2 separate regions of the Oryctolagus cuniculus genome follow, and region 2 is linked to region 1. The links are chromatin contacts, called in public Hi-C maps. All regions are on one chromosome and are shown on one strand. Each heading gives the region's core, a stretch centred on a gene start, on an enhancer-like site or on the middle of the called end of the contact. The rest is flanking DNA. Distances are from core to core; before and after follow the strand shown. Region 1 holds the start of RAD54L (RAD54 like). Region 2 overlaps PIK3R3 (phosphoinositide-3-kinase regulatory subunit 3).

Region 1 (7,783 bases), core at 1,353-3,852:
TTTGAAAGGCAGAGTTACAGACAGAGACAGAGAAAGAGCATGAAATCTTCCATCTGCTGGTTCACTCCCCAAATTGCATCAATACCCAGAGCTGGGCCAGTCCAAAGCCAGGAGCCAGGAGCTTCATCTGGGTCTCCCACATAGGTACAGGGGCCCAAGGACTTGGGCCATCCTCTGGTGCTTTCCCAAGGGCATTAGCTGGATCAGAAGTAGAGCAGCTGGGACTTCAGCTGGCACCTATATGGGATGCCAGCGCTGTAGATGGCAGCTTAACCCGCTGTACCAGTGTTGGCCCCTCTCTCTTTCAAAAAAATTTTTTTTCATCTATTTGAAAGGCAGAGTGATAAGGGGGAAGAAAGAAAAAGAGAGAGAAGTCAACCATCTGCTGGGTCACCCCACCAGCCTAAGGCCTGCCACAGGGCTAGGCCAGGATGCTGGAACTTCATCTGAGTCTCCCATGTGGATGACTTCAGCCATCAACTGCTGTGTCCCAGAATGCATTAGCAGGAAGTTGGATCAGAAGCAGTAGTGCTGGGACTTGAACCAGCGCTCCATGTGGGATGCAGGTCCCGAAAGGTCACTTGACCTCTGCGCCACAAAGCCTCCTCCTAGAGGCAGATTTACTATGAAGCAAAGCTAAGGTTCAGGACCCACAGCACAGACCCTGGGAGTTATGCAAATTACTGGGGTTGGATGGGGATTTGTAAGTAGGTGTCCCAGTTGGGAAGGAGCCAGATTGCAACAGGAAGCATTCCTGATCAATTGCCTACAGAGGTTGCAAAAGAAAGGGTCTAGCCTCCCAAAATTCCATAATTGGTTGGGTGTGTTTTTCTCAATCTGAATTCTTAGTAAGTATTAACATAGCTACCTAATGTTAGACAATCTGAAAAACTGCAAACACTTCAAGTTTCACCTCGTTCTGCTGGGTGAGAGCAAGCATTCTGGAGCCTGAGTTCAAATCCTGGCTATAATCAACAGGTGCATGACCTGGGGCCTCTCTAACCTTATTTCCTCACTTTTAAAACAGGGGCATTAACAAACCTATCTCGCAGTTGTGAGCAGTAAATAATCACAGCTGAGCTCACGAGTGCGGGGTGGTAAATCACATGTGTGCACCATTGCCATTGTTAGCAAGCACCTGGGCTAGGTCTTGCTGACTCCTGTTAGAACCCATTAGGCCACTAAGGCACAGATAGTTGACCCCAAACCCAGTGACACTGGGCACGGTTAGTCTAAAGGCTAGTGGAATTTTTATTGCCAGGCAAAGCCCCTCACCTGGGACATTCCAAACTGCCAAGACTCCCAGCCTTTCTGCAGGTCCCCTATCTCCCTGATCAGGGCCCACGCGGCACTCTGAGAACATCCACATGCCTTACCAAGAAGGCACTCTGCCTGCTGCCCTAGTGGAATGAAGCCTGACTTCAAACCCCCACCCTCTGTCCTGACAGGTTGAACCCTCTCTTTAACCACCTATTCTGTGCTCCCTAAAATAAAAATATTTTCTGCCTTAGTGAGTCATCTGGATGCTTATTCGAACCCTAAAATCCTAAAGCCTAACACCAACACTGTTTGGGCTAGAAAAAAGAAAACCCCTGACTTCAATGCTGGCATCCCATACAGGGGCTCATTTGAGTCCTGGCTGCTTCGATCCAGCTCCCTGCTAATGCACCTGGGAAAACAGCGGGAGATGGCCCAAGTGCTTAGGCCCCTGCACCCACGTGGCAGAATGAAAAAGCTCCCATCTTGGGAGTGAACCAGCAGATGGAAAGTCTCTGTCTCTCCTCCTATCTCTCTGTGACTTTCAAATAAATATTTGAGATTTTTTTTATTTGAAAGGCAGAGTTATAGAGACGGAGAGCTGACATCTTCCATCTCTAGGTTCACTCCCCAAATGGCCGAAAGGGCTGGAGCTGGACCAATCCGGAGCCAGGAGGTTCTTCTGGGTCTCCAGGGGCCCAAGCAATTGGGCCAACTTCTGCTGCTTTCCTAGGCACAGTAGCAGGGAGCTGGATTGGAAGTGGAGCAGGTGGTCTGGAACCCGCGCCCATATTGCATGCCGGCATCGCCGGCAGAGGCTTAAAGCGGTCCCCGTAAATAAATCTGAAAAAAAACAAAAAAAAAAAAACAAAAAAAAACAATAAAACAACCAAAACCAAAACCCTCCAAACCGAGAAAATCAGGTCCTCTGGGTCCTTCGCTCCAGGTATGACCCAGGGAAGATGCGATCTGCCCTGAGCACGACCAAAACGCGCAGAAATTTGCGGCTTTTCATAATCGCCAGGCTTCTGTGCACATTCCGCGCTCTAAATCGTCCCTTAAGTTGCTGCGGGGACAGCTCTCCTGCCTGGGACAATAGCCGGCGGAACTGCACCCCGTTCGGCTCTGATTCCGCGGGGCCTGGCCCACCCAGCCCAGCCGGCTCCCGGCGCCGCACGGCCCGCGCTCCCACCCAGCGCCCCACTCCCTGACCGATCTGCAGCTCTAGGACCCAGACCTTCGCAGCCGCTGCACCTAGGCCCGCCCCTTCCTCTGTCGCGAGCGCCGAACGCATCGAACGTAGCCAATGGGTGATGCGGCGGCAACGCGGCGGGAGGTTCGATTGACCCGGCCTGGCGGGTCGGGAAGTCCGGGCGGCTGTTAACGCGCGCTTTGGCAAGAGGAGGGTTACCGGGGAGCTGCGTAGGCCTGAGTCCGTCCCTGCTGCTCTTTTCTTTCCCTCCTGGGATTCTTTTCCCAAACTGGGTCTTTTACTGGTTCCTTTGGGGTCCCTGCTGGACCTCTCTCAGTCCGGGCTTCGTATCCGCGTTCCAACCCGGGAAACTCCTTCTCCGGACTCGGTGCCTGGCCCTGAAGCCTTGGACTTGAACCTCAGCTTCTCTGTCCTTGCCCGTGACTGCTTTAGCCCCGCAACAATCTCCTTCCGACACCCTGACTGGGACCATCATCCTGATTCTACTCTGTCCGGCCTGGGACTCCACCCCTCCCCCACCCCACTCTTAACGCTGCCGGGACCCTCCCTCTGGCCTAGTCTTCCGCCTCGCTTAACTGGCAGCAGACACACTTGCACACTTTGGGCCCGGGCTCTAGCCCGTGGCCGAATTCATTCCAACCATGTCCCCTCTGTAGTTAGCAGCCTCCTCCGTAGCAGGCCCTAGCTCTGCATTCTCAGCTGCCGGCGCCTTTGACCTTTGGCTAATGGGCTCTTGACTTGTGCTCCTGGGCCCAGGATGGTGAGTGTGCGCCTAAGGGAAAAGATAGGCTGTTGTAGTGGGCCCGGGCTTCAGGATCCCTGTAGGTTTTCAATTTTCCTTTTTACCTTGCAGAGGAGGAGCTTGGCTCCCAGCCAGCTGGCTAAGAGAAAGCCGGAGGGCAGATGCCCTGACGATGCAGACTGGCAGCCTGAGACCGTGGTGAGTACTCCAGTGGGCGCAAAGGAAGCCTGGGCTTGGTTTCTGGAGTTTCCTAGTCACCCCCAGAAGCCTTTCATATGTTCAGTAAATTTTTTTTTTTAATTTATGTATTTGAAAGACTGACAGAGGGAGAGAGAGAGAGAGAAAGAGATCCTCTGTCTGCTGGCTCACTCTCCAAACGGCTGCAATGGCCAGGGCTGGGCCAGGACAAATGCAGGAGCCCGAAACACCTTCTGGGTCTCCCATCTGGGTGTCAGGGGCTCAGATATTGAGCCACCTGCTGCTTTCTCAGGCGCCTTCACAGGGAGCTGGGTCAGAAGCAGAGCAGCTGGGACTTGAACAAACTGACACCCTGACGTGGATGCTGGTGTCCCAGGTGGCAGCTTAAGCCGTGCCAGAGCACTGCCCCTATATATATTCAGTAAACTTTTAATGAGTGTTTACTATGTGCTAGACATTGAACACGATTAATGAAATCTTTGTCTTCAAGTAATCCCTAGAAGCTAATATATACTTTTTATTTTTTTAAAGATTTATGTATTTATTTGAAAGTCAGAGTTACACACAGAAGTAGAGGCAGAGAGAGAGAGGGAGGTCTTCCATCTGCTGGTTCACTCCCCAGTTGGTCACAACAGCCGAGCTATGCTGATCTGAAGCCAGGAGCTTCTTCCGGGTCTCCCACGTGGGTGCAGGGGCCCAAGGACTTGGGCCATCTTCTACTGGTTTCCCAGGCAATAGCAGAGAGCTGGATAGGAAGTGGAGGAGCCGGGACTTGAACCAGCACCCATATGGGATGTGGCACTGCAGGCGGTGGCTTTACCCGCTTTGCCATAGCGCCAGCCCCAGCTAATATATCCTTAATTTTCCTGGTGGGGAGGAGTGTCCCAAAGCAAAAGAGCTTTGGGTTGGGCTCTTTGACTTCGTTGGGAAAAGATGGGCTCCACCACACAGCAGCCAGCAGCCTGCTCTTTTACTCTTTGTCCTCAGCCAGGGGTCACAGTAGAGTATTGTGAGCTTACTTTAGGATCCTGAGCTCACGTGGGCCTAGAGGCGTTGTACCCTCCAATTCCTGTTCATACTCAAGTACAGCGCGTTCTGTTTTGGGCTGTGCTCCCCTCCCCGCCTTGGACGCTTGCCGGGAAGGGCTGTGAGCAGGACGTATGTAAATCAAAACAAACAAACAGAACGGTGCAGCATGTACTTGAGAGAGTGCGCAGCTCAAGCAGCAAGGGCTCGGTCACTGGAGCGCTGGAGGAAAGAATCAGCTGAGGACTGGACGGCACTTTCTGGTAGGGCAGTGTGGTAAAGGCATGTAGAGAGAGGGCACGGGAGCCTGGCGTTTGTTTCAGATGTGTCTTAAAGATCACCGGAGTTTCAGATAGTGGGGCAGGCTGGTACAAGTGAGTTCTGGCCTGGTGGCTTGGTGTGATTTCCTCTGTAGTTACAGGGGGACTCCTCTACCTGTGAGAAAGGCATATTAGCTTCCTCTGGGCACTTACAGGTTCTCAGACTTGAACTTGGCGGGGTGGGGGTAGCATTCTCAGCATGAATAGTGCTGTTTGTTGCTGTGGCATTTGAAAATGGTTTTGGCCGGCGCCGCGGCTCACTAGGCTAATCCTCCGCCTAGCGGTGCTGGCACACCGGGTTCTAGTCCCGGTCGGGGCACCAGATTCTGTCCCGGTTGCCCCTCTTCCAGGCCAGCTCTCTGCTGTGGCCAGGGAGTGCAGTGGAGGATGGCCCAGGTGCTTGGGCCCTGCACCCCATGGGAGACCGGGAGAAGTATCTGGCTCATGCCATCGGATCAGCGTGGTGCGCCGGCCGCGGCAGCCATTGGAGGGTGAACCAATGGCAAAGGAAGACCTCTCTCTCTCTCACTGTCCACTCTGCCTGTCAAAAAAAAAAAAAAAAAAAAAGAAAAGAAAATGGTTTTGGAGCCAGTGTCCTCACTGCCATGGGGTGAACTGAGTGGCCTCAATGGTCTGAGAGCTAGGGACAATGGTACTCTGGTCCCTCCCTCAGGAAACTTAGGGAGGGAAGCATTTGTTTGCTTAACCATTTCTTGAAGTTTTTGGAGTGAAGTTTTGGGGTCACCATAACGCCATGCTGCTGGTGGACCTCAATCACAGGCCTTCATTCACCTCTCCCATCGCCCTGCCACCGCCCCTCAGTTTAGGCAAGGTACTTAATCTCATTAAGCTCCGGTTTCTCTCATCTATGCAGTCAGGATAATACTAAACATATCATAGGGTTACTGTGAAGATGCTACACACTCATACGTGGGAAGTGGTCGTTAGCACAATGCCTGGCGCCTCAAGTGTTTGTTGCCTTTATGGTGATCTGTGTGGTCTTCCTGACTTCAGCTTCTCCATTTCTCTCTCCTAGACTCCTAAGAAACAGAAATCCAGAAGCGAGAGCCAGATGCAGGAATGCTTCCTGTCTCCTTTCCGGAAACCTTTGACTCAGCTGACCGATCGACCACCCTGTCTGGATAGCAGTCAACATGTAAGTCAGAGCCGTAGCTTACGTGTATGTGTGTGTCCAGTCGTTTTGCCTAGGTAGACTCCTCCACGGATCTCTCTCCTTGCTCCACAGAAAAGTAGCCTGACCATAGCTGCTGTAGCCTGCTTGGAGATGTGTGCCTGACTCGAAGTCCTCCCTTGTTTACGGCTGCATGGGCGCCAGGTCTCAGGTGGCTGCAGTTCCTGAGAAAGCAAGGGTAGAGGAGAGCAAAGGTCACGGTGGGGATATTAGGGTTCTGTTATTTTCATGTATTTCCTAATAGTAAAGTCTAACTTAATCATTGCTATGACAGGTACTATGTATTATCTTATATGGTGCTCATTTTTTAAGGTGGGAAAACTGAGGGAGCCAGTGTTGTGGTGCAGCGGGTTTAAGCCATTGCTTGCAATGCTGGCATTCCATACTGGAGCATCAGTTTGAGTCCAGACTGTTCTGTTTCCCATCTGGCTCCCTGCTAATGCACCTGGGAAGGCAGCAGAAGATGGCCCAAGTAACTGGGCATCTGCCACCCACGAGGGAGACCGGGATGGAGTTCTTGGCTCTTGGCTTTGGCCTGGTTCAGCCCCAGCCATTACAGGCATTTGGGGAATGGATCAGCAGATGGAAGATGTCTTTCTTTCTCTCCTATGTCTCTGTGTCACTCTGCCTTTCAAATATTTTTTTTTTAATATTTATTTATTTGAAAGAGTTACAGAGAGGCAGAGAGAGAGAGAGAGAGAGAGAGAGAAATCTTCTATCCTCTGGTTCAGTCTGCAAATGGACAAAATGGCTGGAGTTGAGCCAATCCAAAGCCAGGAGCCAGGAGCTTCTTCCAGGTCTCCCATGTGGATACAGGGGCCCAAGGACTTGGGCCATCTTCTACTGCTTTCCCAGACCATAGCAGAGAGCTGGATCAGAAGTGGAGCAGCCTAGACTCGAACCTGCACCCACATGAGATGCTGGCACTGCAGGTGGCAACTTTACAGGGCTAAATTGCCTGAAGTTATTCAGTAATTGGTGTGTGGAGCAGATCTGCTTAGCTCCAAGACTCATTCTTCCAGGCTTTTTGTGAAACACTTTGATACAAATAAGCATATTTATTTGAAAGGCAGAGGCACAGAGGGATCTTCCATCCATTGGGTCACTCCTTCAAATGTCTTCAACAGCTGATGCTGTTTCACTGTGAAACCAGGAGCCGGGAACTCAATTCATGTGGTAGCAGGGACCTGAGAACTTGAGCCACCACTGCTGCCTTCAAGGGTATTCATTAACAGGAAGCTGGGCTTGGAAAGAGCAAGGACTTGAACTCAGGCGCTCTGATATGGCATGTGGATATCCAAGCAACAGCTTAACCAAATGCATATGCCAAATGTCAGCCTTTAATAGAACATTTTTGAAGGAGAAAATGGGAATATATTGATGGGAATATATGTAACTGAGGCTAATCAACTTTATGTTCAGCAAACATTAAAGAACATTTAAAGTACTATTTGAAAAGAATATATGTAACTAAGTTATAAAATAAACCCCTGTGAACCCACCATTCAGGACTAGAACATTGCCATAGCTGTAATCCTCTTCATATCCCTTTAGGTAACCACTGTACTGAATTGTTTTCATCATACTTTGTTTTGTGTGATAATTTTATGATTATTGTATTAATAGTACCACAGAATGTGTTTTGATCTTTAATAAATAGCATTAAAATGGTGTGTAGTTCTAGGACACTTTTCATTCAGGATTCTTTTTTTTTTTTTTCTTTTTTTTTTTTTTTTTTTAAGATTTATTTTTGGGGCCGGTGCTGCGGTGTAGTGGGCAAAGCCTGCAGTGCTAGGATCCCATATGAGAGCCAGTTTGAGTCCCAGCTGTTGTGC
Region 2 (7,783 bases), core at 2,525-5,024, 250 kb before region 1:
TCTCTGTCTCTCCCTCTCTTACTGTCCACTCTGCCTGTCAAAAAAAAAGTGATGTTTTGATATTCAGAAGGTAAAATTAATGAGGCTGTAACAGGATGGATTGTATTTCTGTTCACTGAAATAGAAACAGTGGAAGAGAACAGGGCCGGTGGTGACCTTGCCCTCAGTGCTGTGTTCAGTGTGCTGAGTCTGAGGTATTTGCCAGTAGACGCCCAGGCAGGAGACCTAATTGGCCTTGAAATGCTAGGTGGATTCTTAGGTGTGCAGAAAGCTGCCAGGAAAAAAAGGCATAAGTGAAAAGAAGCCTGGAAAAGGAGAGTTAAGAGGAACAGATGTCTGAGGAAAGCCAGGTGAGCGGGTCGTGACGGGGTCAGATGGGGCGCGGTCTTGCGTGGAGACTGCTGCTTAGCGAAGGCGGCACCAAGGAGAGCAGTCTCAAGTGACGATGGACGCTACGCTGAAACGCTGGAGGTACGGAAACAGACCTTGGAAGCTCTTGGCAAAGGCTTGGCTTTGAAAAGAAACAGATTTGGTATTGACTAGGGTGTGGGGAAGCAGGAGACACACACTCTTAAGTCAGTGGGGTGATCCAGCGAAGAGGAAAGAACCGATCACAGGAACTTTCTGTAAAAGTGAGAGAAAACAGAATCCCAAAGATGTGTGGAGGTATCGGCTTTAGTTCAAGGACAGGCGGGACAGAGAGGAGTTACGTGGGCAGACACGATGGTGGGTTTGGTGGTAGGAAGGGAATGGAGTTCATGGCCAACCTTAGCTTTTCTCTGTGCAGTACACAAGTTTGAAGTGCCTGTGGGACACTCAGGTTCCCATGGCGACATGCAGCCAGCAGAGTGCAAAAGAGGCCTGGGCAGGTGATGGGAATATGAGTTCTAAACACAGAAGTGGGAACACCTCGGGATTAAGGGCAATCTTCCATCCATAGTTCCAGTAGCCTTAGGAGGTGCTTGTAGCTATGTATATGGTAGGGTGGAAGGCCACAGGCAGGGCCATTTAGAATAACTGAGTGTTCCCCTACCCAGTCTGATTTTATGAGTACACATGGGTGAGCTGCGGTGTCCTATACCGCAAGAGGTTCTCAAATTTGCTGTGTTCACAAGAAGGGGACAGGCTTTGTAAGCCTCAACCCATTTCCCCTGCTGCCAGAACAGGATATGATAGAATATGGAAACCGTCACTTCTGGGCAGAAATTATGTTTTAAGAACCAATAAACTGGACTTAGGAGTCAGGAGTGGGCGGAGTGGGGAGGGGGCTGCTCAGATTTGGCTTTCTCTGAACGCCTGGCTCTGCTGCGTCCTGTGTCGGGCGGACGGGACTCTAGGAGGACGCACGGCCTCCTCTCAGGGGCAGAGCACCTCTGCTGGCCCCAGTTCAGCTCCAGGACTGTCTTTTGCTGCTTCTTGTAGAGAAAGTTTAGGAACTTCTATTTTTTTTTTTTTTTTAAGAATTCTTTATTTATTTGAAAGAGTTATATAGAGAAGGAGAGGCAGAAAGAGAGAGAGGTCTTCCATCCACTGGTTCACTCCTTAGATGGCTGCAATGGCTGGAGCTGCACTGATCCGAAGCCAGGAGCCAGGAGCTTCTTCTGGGTCTCCCATACGGGTGCAGGGGCCCAAGGACTTCGACCATCCTCCACTGCTTTCCAAGGATATAGCAGAGAGCTGGATCGGAAGTGGAGCAGCCAGAACTTGAACCAGCGCCCATATGGGATGCCGGACCTGCAGGCGGCGGCTTTACCTGGTACACCACAGCGCCGGCTCCTTGGGAGTTTCAAGGGCTTGTCTTCACCCCACCCCTCCACAGCATGAAAACAAAGGTGCTTTATTGCAACGTCTTTATTGCGTTACTGGAGCAAGTTGGCCAGACTGTCCCCCTCTTGGGGAAGGTAAAAAACAAAACGACCAGAAAGTACCACCCCTCACCTTCCCCCTCCCTCCCCCACAACTGCACAGCAATGTCTGAACACACCTGGTGACAAGAACAATTTGCAAAAGTGGTCTAGGAACTACATCATGAACTGTCCCAACACAAGACATACAAGGTGGCTTCCTTGTGAACCAGATATTTACGAAAACTACATGAAATTTTTTTGACTACATCAAAGACAACAGAAGATTTTTCACAAGTAACAACAGGGCACCAAAGTCACATGCTGGAATTGGAATTAGTAAGGAAACGAGGTGGGCTGTCACAAGTGGCTGGAGCTAACGCGAGGCTGAGCAGTTGGCAGCAGAGGGCCCAGGCAAGCCCCTATCCGGACCGCTGGTTTCTGAGGCCTCCGACCCCTCACAGAGACTGACTCTGGGTTCTTAGCCGGCAGCAGGGACCTAGAAATCAGGAGCTGCCTATGTGCAATTCCTGGCTCAAGAACAAACAGGGCTGACTCCCTGCAGCAAGAAGAGACTCGTGGCAGAACCACACTGGCTCTCAACGCTGCTTCAGAGCATACGAGGCCCACAGTGAGAGGGAGAGCCCAGCGGGGCTTGCAAAGGGCAGAGTGGGGTGTTAGGAAGTCCTCGTCCTTGGCCAGATCACTGGATAGGACTTGGGCAACCCCTCCAGCCCTGAGCCACGGCCAAGCTGATGCCAGAGATGGCACCGTTTGGTAATGAAAGCTCCACATGAAGAAAATGGGCCTGGGGCCCGTGTCCGGCCAGCCCCAAGCTGGTTTCCTGTTGCTGGTTGGCTTCTCTTAGCCAGGAGAATAGTGAGTCCCTCTAGTCTTGATCTGTCTCTTTATCCTCTGCCTCAGTGAGACTGCAGTTACAATACCGAGAGAGAGGGAGCCCCAGGGTCCAGATCGTGGGACAGAACACAGACCTCCACTCACATGAAGAAGGCTGCCACCTGTTCCCAAGCTGCGGGTAGCGGAGCAGCGCACTGCCCCCCACATACCAGGCCCAGTGGTTAGCAGACTGGTCCCTGTGCCATTTCCATTTGCTTAGGAGCAAGCCAATCATGTGACAAGGTTCAGAAAAGATAACTTCCAACTTCTCAAATGATCCCTGGGTCTTGGATCCCACAAAGCAATGATTCTAATAACAAAAAATAAGAAAGGAAAGTGAAGGGATGTGTGTATGGCCCAGGGGCCTGGGAGGGTGGGGTGGGGGACAGCCTGTATCCACAAGCCATCCCCAGTTCAGTAACAAGATGGGGCTCGCTGTCTCCCCACACCCCGTCAGTGTCTGCCCAGCACGGTGGAGCCACACTGTTCAACACTGAAATATGTATCCTCAGTCCCATTTGGTTTCTTCTGAAAGAGACAGTAGAACATGCTAACGTTTTAGTACCAGAGAGGAGGGAGTCCTTGCACCCAATCTTGAGCATCCCACTGCTTAAGCAGGTGCCAAGCCACTCAGGTGTGTCCTGCAGCAATTAGCTTGGCATTACAGTAACACTTTAAGATTTCATCTTGCAGTCTGGGGAAGGGGGGCGCCCGCTATCTGTGACACAGAGGAGGCTTCATGTGTCTTTGCCTTACCCAGTCCTGAAACAGCAACAGGGACCAGGACAGCCAAGGCGCCCTTTCCTGGCCTGCATCACTGCCGCAGCTCTGGAGGTCTCTTCAACAATTTGTCTGTCTGTGGTCCCTTGTAGACCCTGTCACCCGAGTGCTCAGGGAAAAGTAGGACTTGCTTTCTTTCAGCCCCCAGATTTGAGCCTTCCTAGCTGTAAGCCTTATGAACCAAGACCCAGGGACTGGCTGCTTCTCTGACTCAGCTGGGACGCCTCACTGCACAGCTTTAGGCTCAAACAGCTGACTCACTCTGAGCCCATTATGCTTCCAGGCTGGGCTGGCAGGCAGCTGGACTCTATTTGTCAAATGAGTTCTGACTAATGAGTGTGGGGCACAATGGAATCAGGGTGGATGCCTGCGCCCCTCCCTGCCCCCATTCGCCAGCTTCACTCAGCTGGAAGGCTCAGACCACATGGGGCAGAAGCTCCCCGGCTAAAGTCACAACCACTGGAGCATAAGGGCAGACTGCACATCGCCTCAATGGCAGGATCACGAAACAGGCAGAGAAAGGCTTCCAGATGGCGTCTACTAAGTCTAAACCACAGGCCATCTTCTCTCCTTGCAGAAGCTTCAGAAACCACGGTATGGAAGCACGTGTGTAATGTGGTATGACCCTGACCCTGGACACCAGGGCCCCAGGGTCTGATTTACGGAGGTCCCTCACCACAGTCCGATTCCCCTTCTTAGCTTCCTGTGGTTCCCAACACCCTACCCAGCAAAGGAGAGGCAGACAAAGGAAAATTAAAGGATATCTACTGTTCCTGCAGGGCCTTTAAACTCGAGGAAGCACGTGTAGGACTGCTGTTCTGGGTTGTCATTTGGTATATGAAGCCATCTACAAGCACTGGATTGCACCTTTTCTTTACTCAAACAAGTTACAAAAGTTTCAAACAACAGATCATTCTTTAGGCTAAGGAAATACCACATAAGCACCAACTTCATTTTATCTCACCATCCCTACTGAAAAAAAGAAAAAGAAAATGTTGAGAAACAATGGCAGGGCAGAAGGAGTTCACTGATCAATCTTAGTGTTTGCTAAAACTCATAGATTCTAGTTGTCCTTTTCAAGTTTTGGTACAGAAATGTGCATTCAGCCACTAGTGCCACCTTCTCCCATCACAAATACTGTTTTGTTGGTTTCTGAAAATAATGCTTCTTAGAGGGAGGAGCTAGTGAGATGCTGAAGCCTAAATTATGTTGGTAAGAAAGAAGTACCTTCTGTTGAACATTTTTACTCCCTTGGCTTAGTCTTTAAATGAAATCCAAGCCTTCCCATTTTCCTTTGGTTGTTTTTTTCACCAAATCCCATTCTACTACGAAATCAAAACAGCTTTCTACAGGAAGAAGACTGTCAGACTTCTACAGAGAAGAAAGACTGTCAGAGCAAAACAGAATTCCCAACAGACCCATGGCCCTGTGGCACCTCAGAGATGGTGCTCAAAAGAGGCCATGGACTCTGCAGAGGCTTCCAAATGCAACCCTCAAATCCTACCCCCATCCAGCCCACCATGTTCTGTTGAGAGTGCCTGGCTAACCAGAAACAAAAATCCCAATGAAACAGACCTTCCACAAACCACATCTGCTTCCAGTTGATTATGTCCATGTGGCAGCACAGCCGAGTCCCACAGAACCCCAGGCCTCTTAGGCCCCCACACTGGCCAGCTGCTGTTCGGCCTCTCCACTTCACATTCACAGAATCACTTCTTGTGCAAAACAAGCAGTCTACGTAGAAAGAATGCCCTCATCGGAGTCGAATAAAAACTGTAGAAAAAAAATGCTAGAGAGCCACCTCTCTCCCCACTCCCTCTTTATCTGCAGAGCGAGGGCATCTGTGCGTGGACGGGGTAGGCGAGCCTGACGTTGAGGGAGTCGTTGTGCTGAACCAGGGACGTGTGCTGGTAATGGAGCACCAGCTCCTTCAGCGAGCTGTACAGGTTGTAGGGCTCTGCAAAGCCGTAGCCCCGCGCGGTGCTGTAGATCACACAGTGCTTCACCTCCCCGTCAGCGCTGCAATGAAACACCACAGGAGAAATGGTGAGGGACAGAACAGCATGTGAAAGGACAATGAGTGGCCCAAAGTGGGAGAGTAATTGTTATGCATGGAAGTGTCCTGTCAATCAAAGCTTGCAAAATTGCACTGCCCCCAACTCCTCGTACTTGGCCACGGATATAACTACATGCTAATAATTAACCAAAGAGGGAAAGGCTTGTTTGTCAACTCAATTCTATTCAGTGATCTATAGAACTATCCTTATGTCAGCACCTCACAGTCTGGATTAATTCAGCTTTGTAGTAAATTTTGAAATTATGAGATGTGACTACTACTATTTTTTCTATTGTTTTCTTTTTTCTATTATTGTGAATATTCAGGGTCTCTTGCATTTCCATATGAAAGTTAGGATCATCTTGTCCATCTCTGCAAACACCCAGATGGGATTTTCATAGGACTGCAGATCAATTTGGGAAGTACTGACATCCCAACATTAAGTCTTCTGATCCATGAACACAGGATTTATTTATTGAGGTCCTTTTAACATTTCTTTCAAATATGTTTTATAATTTTTAGTGTACAACCCCTATATTTCTTGTTTTATTCCTGAGTATTTCATCATTTTGTATTTATTGTAAATGTCTGTCTTCAATTTCATTTTTGGATGGTCCACTGCTGGTATACACAAGTACACCTTTGTATCTCGTAACCTGCAACCTTGCTAACCTATTATTTGTAACAGTTTACCTCTTCCTTGCTAATCAGGTATCTTTTATTTCTTTCTCTTGCTAAAACTGTTCTCTTGTACAATGAAGAACAAAAGTGGTTAGAATGGGTATCTGTATCTTATCGTGATCTTAGAGAAAAGCATTCATTATTCCATCATTAAATATGATGTTAGCTGTGGGTTTTTCATTGATAACTTTATCAGGTTGAGGAAGTCCCCTCATATTTCTGGTTTATTGAATGTTTTTTAACAGGAAAGATTGTTGGACTTTGTCAAACACCTTTTAAACATTAAGATATTTTCATTGTATTTGAAAGGGAGAGAGAGAGAGAAACAGAAGACAGATTATCCATCTGCTGGTTCATCCCCTAAATGTCCACAAATAGCCAGGGCTGAGCCAGACATAAACTGCCAAGCTTGGAATTTAATATGAGTCTCCCATGTCGGTGGCAGGGACCCAAGTACTTGAGCCATCATCTGCTGCCTCCCAAGGAATGCATTAGCAGGAAGTGGGACTGGAAATGGAGGAGCTGAAACTTGAACCAGGCACTCCAACATAGGATCTGGGCATCCCAAACATAATCTAAAGGGGTGCATCATCAATTGCCCTTGTCAAATGTTTTTTTTTTTGTGTGCTGCTATTGAGATTATCGTTTGCTTTGGTTCTTTATTCTATTAACATGAGTTATCACATCAATTGATTTTTTTCCATATTGAACCATCCTTGCATTCCTGGAATGAATGCTGTTATGCTGCTGGAGTTGTTTATTGTTAAGAGTTTTTATGGATTTTCATAAGGATTGTTAAGAATTTTTACTTCTGGCCAGCGCCGCGGCTCACTAGGCTAATCCTCCGCCTTGTGGCGCCGGCACACCGGGTTCTACTCCCGGTTGGGGCTCCAGATTCTGTCCTGGTTGCCCCTCTTCCAGGCCAGCTCTCTGCTGTGGCCAGGGAGTGCAGTGGAGGATGGCCCAAGTCCTTGGGCCCTGCACCCCATGGGAGACCAGGAGAAGCACCTGGCTCCTTGCTTCGGATCAGCGCAGTGCACCGGCCGCGGTGGCCATTGGAGGGTGAACCAATGGCAAAGGAAGACCTTTCTCTCTGTCTCTCTCTCTCACTGTCCACTCTGCCTGTCAAAAAATTTAAAAAAAAAAAGAATTTTTACTTCTATATTTATAAGGTCCATAGTTTTGTTTTTTGTTTTGTTTTGTTTTGTTTTTGCTGTCTTTATCTGCTTTTGGTGTCAGTCATACCATCCTCATAAAAAGAGTTGAACAATGTCTCAGTTGGTGTTAAATGTTTTTAAGTGTTTGGTAGAATGCACCAACACAGTCATTGGAGCCTGAGCTTTTCTTTGTGGATAGTTTTTGATTAATTCAATTTTAATTGTTATAGTCCTTTTTTTTAAAAAGATCTTGATTTATTTATTTGAAAGGCAGAGTTAGAGACAAGAGAGAGATCTTCTGTCTGCTAGTGGTTCACTCCTCAAATAGCTGCAATGGCCAGGGCTGGGCCAGGCCAAAGCTAGGAACC

What was found. Hi-C and Micro-C count contacts between places; a contact is called where the count stands out from the background.
Region 2: a Hi-C map of embryonic fibroblasts shows a contact between it and region 1, with 2.8 times the contacts expected there. The contact joins the enhancer-like site here to the promoter of RAD54L in region 1. A contact is called at or near these places in 2 of 6 Hi-C or Micro-C datasets (ear pinna and embryonic fibroblasts).

The regions. Positions count from the first base shown.
Region 1 is chr7:126,519,944-126,527,726 of mOryCun1.1, reverse strand. It overlaps RAD54L (RAD54 like), which reads left to right and starts at 2,602. Exons shown (of 18, transcript XM_051856519.2): 1 at 2,602-3,230; 2 at 3,324-3,410; 3 at 5,793-5,912. The coding sequence starts at 3,228.
Region 2 is chr7:126,768,527-126,776,309 of mOryCun1.1, reverse strand. PIK3R3 (phosphoinositide-3-kinase regulatory subunit 3) reads right to left here. Exons shown (of 12, transcript XM_051857838.2): 12 at 1,837-5,540. The coding sequence ends at 5,342. Among named protein-coding and RNA genes, the nearest start is that of PIK3R3, 150 kb to the right of the region's middle. Within about 2 kb of position 3,774, at least 2 of the 8 cell types and tissues checked have an H3K27ac peak or open chromatin away from gene starts, as enhancers often do.